Regions from separate parts of the Zea mays genome. Here region 2 is linked to region 1. The links are chromatin contacts, called in public Hi-C maps. All regions are on one chromosome and are shown on one strand. Each heading gives the region's core, a stretch centred on a gene start, on an enhancer-like site or on the middle of the called end of the contact. The rest is flanking DNA. Distances are from core to core; before and after follow the strand shown.

Region 1 (3,280 bases), core at 443-2,942:
TCGCGTCCAGCATCAACGAGACCAGCCATGGATCGCCAGAGCTCTCATTAGGGAGGTTGACAGCCAAACATTAAAGCACTGTAGGCATACTGTGCGAGCCTGCGCGTCTCGTACCATCTCGCAGGAGTGGTAAGTAAGTAGTATATCAAATCGCCGTCAGCGCTGGTGCATCTCACGCGGCGGCCAATGGGCGTTGGGCCGTGAAACGCACATGGAGAGGTTCAAGCATCGAACACCTCTGGAAACGCCGTGTAGCCTATCCTCTTCGAATGTCGACCCGTTTGGCGCTCCACTTTTTTCAACCTGTCCGCGGTCACAGTGGCGTCACTGACGACCTGTCCACTCGCTCTCTCGTAACGCTGACATCTGAAAATAACTCGGGTCACGGGTAATTAGGCAGTCAGGCCTGGCCATACCATAATCCATGGCTACGGTAATCCAGTCCACCGCGTACCCTGCTGTGCCGGCGATCGGACGGACGGCGGATCCGGCGGCCGTGCGGCCTGGCCCAACCGTCCACCCGAGTAGTTCCCAACGGAAAGGGGCAACCCGGGCGTGTTTGGTTTGACCCGGAGGTGCACGCTGCCTGCCCCTGGCCCGGTGGCCCCCTAGTTTACGCCATCCGAGCCCACCAACGCTACCAAACTCCGCAAGCTAACTGGGCGCGCGAACTACCTAATCAGGATTCAGGACTAGTAGTAAATTATTGTTGGCTCCGTCCGCTCCGGTCCACCACGGAGAGGCAGAGAGGGATGGGAATTAAACAAGGAGGAGGGGGCTAGCCACACACGCCGAAACGCTAGGAGCGCATCTCATTGGGGTAGCTAGCCAATCGGTGGCGGTTGCTCCACCAGAATTCGGAAACGAGTACTACCAAACTGATTCCCTCCCATCCTTCTCTCTAATCATGAACTGGCCCGCCCGCCCTTGTTTATGGCTTTCCCGCTGCTCTGCTGGGGTTAGCTAACCACCAGGAGAAAAAAAATGTCTCCGCTAGCGGGAGAGGTAAAGTACGGAAAGAGAAGCTATGCTGGTACAATTGTAACAAAGGGGGAGTTGCGCGTAGCTAACAAGTAACAACCCGCTCCACCGAGGGTGGTGGACGGATTTGGCTCGGCTGGCCTAATACACAGTACTCGTACTTAGGACGGTATGACTTAGGAACGCAGCACGTATCTAAAAAGTTGGCTGAAATATAGAGCGAACCCTGACTTTGGCAATGGCTAAACTTGGCGTGTTTTTTTTTTTTTTGTGCTTCGAAAGAAACACTCACTGCTGTCCCATGAATGACCCATCCGCCAGAAAATACACCGAAGAAAGGCGCACGCGCACGGACGGGGTCGGCGGATCAAGAGAGCAAGGCGTGCGACGTGACTCGCGCACGGGCCAGCGCGATCAAATGGAACGCCTCCTGTAGGGTCGTCGGTCGGTCCAGTCAATGGGTGTGAGAAATGAAGCGAAAATTTAGAATAAAATCCACGCTTCATCACAGTAGCGTCTACACGCACTGCGCCCCGGCCTGCTGCCCGGCTCCCATATGTATGCCCTCCGTTGCACTTGCACTGCACCCCCCTGTCTGTCCCCACCCTTCTGCCCTGGCTTATCTCTTTCCGCTTCCCCCTGTTATAATAGCAACCAAACCAAACCAAACCAGAGCTCAGGAGGAGCTTCCACGCAAACTCAGGGGGAGGCGCGCGCAAGCAAGCACACGAGGGAGCAGCGGGCAGGCAGGCAGGCAGCCATGGGGAGGTCTCCGTGCTGCGAGAAGGCACACACGAACAAGGGCGCCTGGACCAAGGAGGAGGACCAGCGCCTGATCGCCTACATCAGGGCGCACGGCGAGGGGAGCTGGCGCTCGCTGCCCAAGGCCGCGGGACTCCTCCGCTGCGGCAAGAGCTGCAGGCTCCGCTGGATGAACTACCTCCGCCCGGACCTCAAGCGCGGCAACTTCACCGGCGACGACGACGAGCTCATCATCAAGCTCCACGCCCTGCTCGGCAACAAGTAAGGCGCCGCGCCGTTCCGTTCCGCCACCTGTACTGTACCATTCACCGCCCAGCTGGGATCCTTTTCCTAGCACGCATGGAATTGGATGGGGGGTGTGGCTATTGGCTAATATCCATGGCTCCGTCGCGCAGGTGGTCGCTCATCGCGGGGCAGCTGCCCGGCCGGACGGACAACGAGATCAAGAACTACTGGAACACGCACATCAAGCGCAAGCTGCTCAGCCGCGGCATCGACCCGCAGACGCACCGCCCGCTCAGCGGCGGCGCGGGCAGCGCGCTCACCACCACGTCCAGCACCGCCGGCTTCCCGTCCCCCGCGCCGGCGTCCAGGCCCACGCCCACGCCCCCGCCCGCCGTCGTCGTCCCGCCCAATGCGATCTTCGCGCGCCCGGCGCCGTCGGAGGACGGCCACAGCAGCAGCGGCGCGAGCACGGACGCGCCGCGCTGCCCCGACCTCAACCTGGACCTGGACCTGTCCGTGGGCCCGCCGCCCAAGACGCCGGCGGCCACGCCCGCGTCGCAGCAGCGGCGGCGGACGACCATCTGCCTGTGCTACCACCTCGGTGTCCGCGGCGGCGAGGCCTGCAGCTGCGAGACCGCGTCGTCGCTGGCGGGCTTCCGGTTTCTCCGGCCGCTGGAGGAGGGCCAGTACATATAGGTAAAGGTAGGCGTCGTTAAATCACTGTAGGCAGGCAGAGGCAACCCTACCCTCGCAAACCTGTAAAAACAGCCAGGGAAAAAAAATGGAGAGTTTCTAATGGACGGAGATGGTTGTGATGTGGATGATGAGTTCCCCTTTCTATCTTCAGAACTGATGCGATTCCCCTTTCCGTTTTTTGAGTTCGTTGTACGGTTCATCCGTTGAGTGCATCGTGTTTGGTTGCGCATCCGAATCGAGCGGGGCCTGGCTTGGCTTGGCTTGACATTTGTGCCATGTCATCCATGTGAGATACTACTAGTGCGAGCATCCGCCATGCGGTGCGCAGTGCGTTGATGGTAGGTACGCAACATATTTTTATTATTATTATTAATTTTTTGGGTGCTCCCAGGAAATAAGAAACACACGAAGCAAATTCGTATCTGGGTGCTCCCAGTAAATAAGAAAACTTCGGAGAAACTGACGTGGCCTTGTTTTTCCGGAAAGGTTTCTTCATTGTTTAAGCGTGAGAGCGACATTTGTTTTCTCTGAAAGAAGCATGGATGAAACCGCGAACGTGGTGCCCTAGTGGTAGTTAGCTAACCAACCCAGGTAGGTCAACTGATAAAAAGGGCAG
Region 2 (3,280 bases), core at 399-2,898, 190 kb before region 1:
TTCCCTTCCCACACAACACTCTAAAAAAGCCCTCTTAGCCGATTAATAGTTCATGTTGGTGAAATAGCCGAACATATGTGTTCCTATCCAAGGACAAATCTTTAGGTATATTCCATCCTTTCAAGTCCTCTTTTTCTTCCTCCCCCAATATCAAAGGATCCCTCTATGCACCAGTAGGGTCTTTGTTTGAAAGTCCAAACCATCTGAACTGGTGTTGGACAAGATTTTCTTCAGTTGGCAGTACCAGTAGCCCATATGTTGAAGTTAAGTGAAATGGCCGCCTTTCCCCATTACCTTAAACTTTTTGGTTGAATAGGTCAGTACCAGGGTCAAATATCTCGATTCTCGAGTTCGAATCCTGGCAGACGCAATTAAATACTCCTATTAAGTATGAATTAATTGCCCGTCTTTCCTCATCATCGTAAGCACTCAAGATTTTATTCAGTTGGGTTCAATTGGTTAGTTCTTGGTCCTTTCTTGTGTGACCATAAATCCAAAGCAACATACACATTCATTATAGCAGAGAATAACAAATTCCTTGCTGCCAAGCACTCAAGGAAAACTTATTAAAATTCACGCAAAGATGTTGGTAGATCATCCTCTAGTTCAAGATGTCAAAATGTCATGAAAAGGCTAATGCTACAGAAAAAGAAAGCTCAAAATTCCCATGAGAAAAGTGCACTAATCCCTAAGCAACATTATCAGCACGAACAAATTACACTGATATAAAAAACAATTCAGTTTTTTAACAGACGAGGCAAGAAATGATTGATTCAGCAATAATGCATTAAAGTAAGTACTGAAAACTTGCCTTATTCGCCACACCCATCCCCGACTTCTGAGATGGCAACCGTGCCAGTGGTGGCACCCCATCCCATGGTGCTGCAGTGTTATCCGCGGTAGCTCCAGGCACTGCCGTTTGCGACACCGATACAGGCAGTGGTGGCGCTGCTGGCTGCTGCTGCTGCTGCTGCTGTTGATGTTGCTCTTCTTGCATCCTCTTGGCAGCAGCCTCCCCCACCACAGCTTTCTTCTCCTCCTTCACCACTAGACGGTCATGGCGGTCAACCTCCCGGCCGGGGCCGAGCGTAGTGTCGCTGGGTGACTTGTCCACCGCCGACCCCTTGGAGCAAAAGCCCCCCATTTCGTTGCTCCCTCTTCAACCAAACCCTAGGCCCTCAGTGCCCACCGGCGGCTCTCACCTCCCACGCACCGAAACATTCCTGATCCCCGCGCCGCCGGCTCCCATCCGTACCAAACCTATCCAAGCGAAAATGAACCAGCTCGGAACGAAGGTCGCGACCGCAGTACTACACTCCAACCGGCGAAGCCGCTCACCTGCAGAAGCCATGAGAACAGCGCCAAGTCAGAAGAGAGGCGCGGAATTTCCGCGCAAAAAGTAAAGAGATTTTCTCCACACGAACGCATTTTCACCAGAAATTGGCGCAAGGGAACGCACCTGCGGCGGGTGGATCGGCGAGGCGGGACGAAATCGGGCGCAGAGGCCCTAACCTCTGGAAGGGGATCGGTGGATTTGAGGGAAGTGATGAGGCCGATGGGCAGGGTGGGTGAGCTTCGTTCTTCTTTTTGCCTTGTTGGAGGGTACAGCAGTAGCCGGGCAAGGAGGGTCCAACAGCGGAACTGCGGCAGGGAGGGTCCAGCCCACTGCAGACTCCACGACCACGGTGACCAACTGCCGCTGCCCGCTGCTATTGCCACACGCAGGAGGCGCACGCACAGGCACAGGAACAGGCACATCAGCGGGCGCTCATAAATTAACGCGGTTTCGCGGCGGCCGTGTTGCCGTCCGTGTCTACGCAGTTATTAGGTACAGTGGTGTTTAATGTATAATCTTTTGAGCTGTCTAAAATTGTATTTGTAAAAAAAATGGAGCCATCTTTTTTGTGAAGAGATATCTCTGAATTGTAGCTTAAATAGTAACAGATGTCTTACTTCCACTGTACGAATTTGTTGTCTGTTCAATCGATTCGATGTTATACAAACGCATTTACTTTTATATTTATTAATAGGCTACATTTATAGACACTCCATTGTATAATAGAGTATCTTAGTTACCTCTTGTGTTTGAAGAGCCGTTTTGGTGTCTCTCTACTATACATGTCCTTAGAGGTTTATCGATAGCAATTGCATCAATCATAAATGGGTGTTTAGTTTCTAGGCAATAATTTGTAGTTTCTCTAGTTTATTTTGGTTTAGTTTTTAAATTGCAAAATACGGAAACTAAAAAAATATTTTAATTTATGTATTTGATAATTTAGAAACTAAAATAAAATAGGATGCAAGAGCTAAAAAAATAGTTACTAAAAACCCAATACCCCTAATTTTCACAACGTATAACATGTTTGCTTTGGATGCAAATAAACTCGCAAATATTTCCTTTTTCGTGGATTGTTTAATTAAACGGAGAGGCGGGAGTTAAAAAAAACGAGCTTGAGCAAACAGCGAGAAGCTATTAGCTAGTCGTGTTGATTTGCGTCTACGTTATTTTAACACTTAGGTAGTGTTTGGTTGAGGAGCCAAATAGAACGGAGTCGTTTCATCCCTGATTTTAGGAACAGAGCCGCTCTGTTCTGTGTTTGGTAATCTGGAACGGAGCGGTTCTGTTTTTTGTTTGGTTGCAGAGTGAACGGAACGGAGCGTGACTGTGAGAGCGGGATTGGAACGGAGCGGCTCCGTCCCATTGATTTTTTGGAGCGGAATGGTTCTGGATCTGAGGAGAATATTCTCTAATTGGAGCCATTCTATTCTAATTACTTTGTAACCAAACAACAACAAAACTTGAACAGAACGGTTCCGTTCTACTTGGCTCTTCAACCAAACACTACCTTACTTGCTGGTGTTTCCTTGTTAGCATGTCATGTGCAGCGATGACTTGAATTGTCCAATATAATAGATTTCTTTGACTAGCACTTAGGTTAATAGTACACCGAAAATATACTAGCTCATAACCTCATGTGATAGTGTAAGAAATATGTGCAAGCATCGCGTGACATGCAATTTTGCAAAACTTTTATCATATATACTTACTATGTTCTTTTTTATTTATCATGTTTTAGTTTAAATATAAATTAGCGGACGACAAATATTCTCGAAAACTAAGGTAGTACCGTAGTAGTATGCAGAACCGCCACTTGCATGAGTTGTTGAAGATTAATCCAGTGCAGTGAACCAAAGCATTGTTTTCTCCATTTATCATGATTAAACCATATGAACACATGCATGTGAGTAGTAGTAGCAGCAACAGCTAGGTTGGAGTGTT

Evidence for each region. A called contact is a pair of places that touch in the nucleus more often than the background predicts.
Region 2: a Hi-C map of leaf shows a contact between it and region 1, with 6 times the contacts expected there. The contact joins the promoter of LOC100278408 here to the promoter of LOC100193234 in region 1. A contact is called at or near these places in 4 of 25 Hi-C or Micro-C datasets (ear, leaf, root tip and 1 more).

The regions. Positions count from the first base shown.
Region 1 is chr3:178,216,832-178,220,111 of Zm-B73-REFERENCE-NAM-5.0, reverse strand. LOC100193234 (Transcription repressor MYB6) reads left to right here and starts at 1,692. Exons shown (of 2, transcript NM_001138384.1): 1 at 1,692-2,004; 2 at 2,139-2,767. The coding sequence starts at 1,742. The coding sequence ends at 2,664.
Region 2 is chr3:178,403,251-178,406,530 of Zm-B73-REFERENCE-NAM-5.0, reverse strand. It overlaps LOC100278408, which reads right to left and starts at 1,648. Exons shown (of 13, transcript NM_001374044.1): 1 at 1,460-1,648; 2 at 812-1,338. The coding sequence starts at 1,144.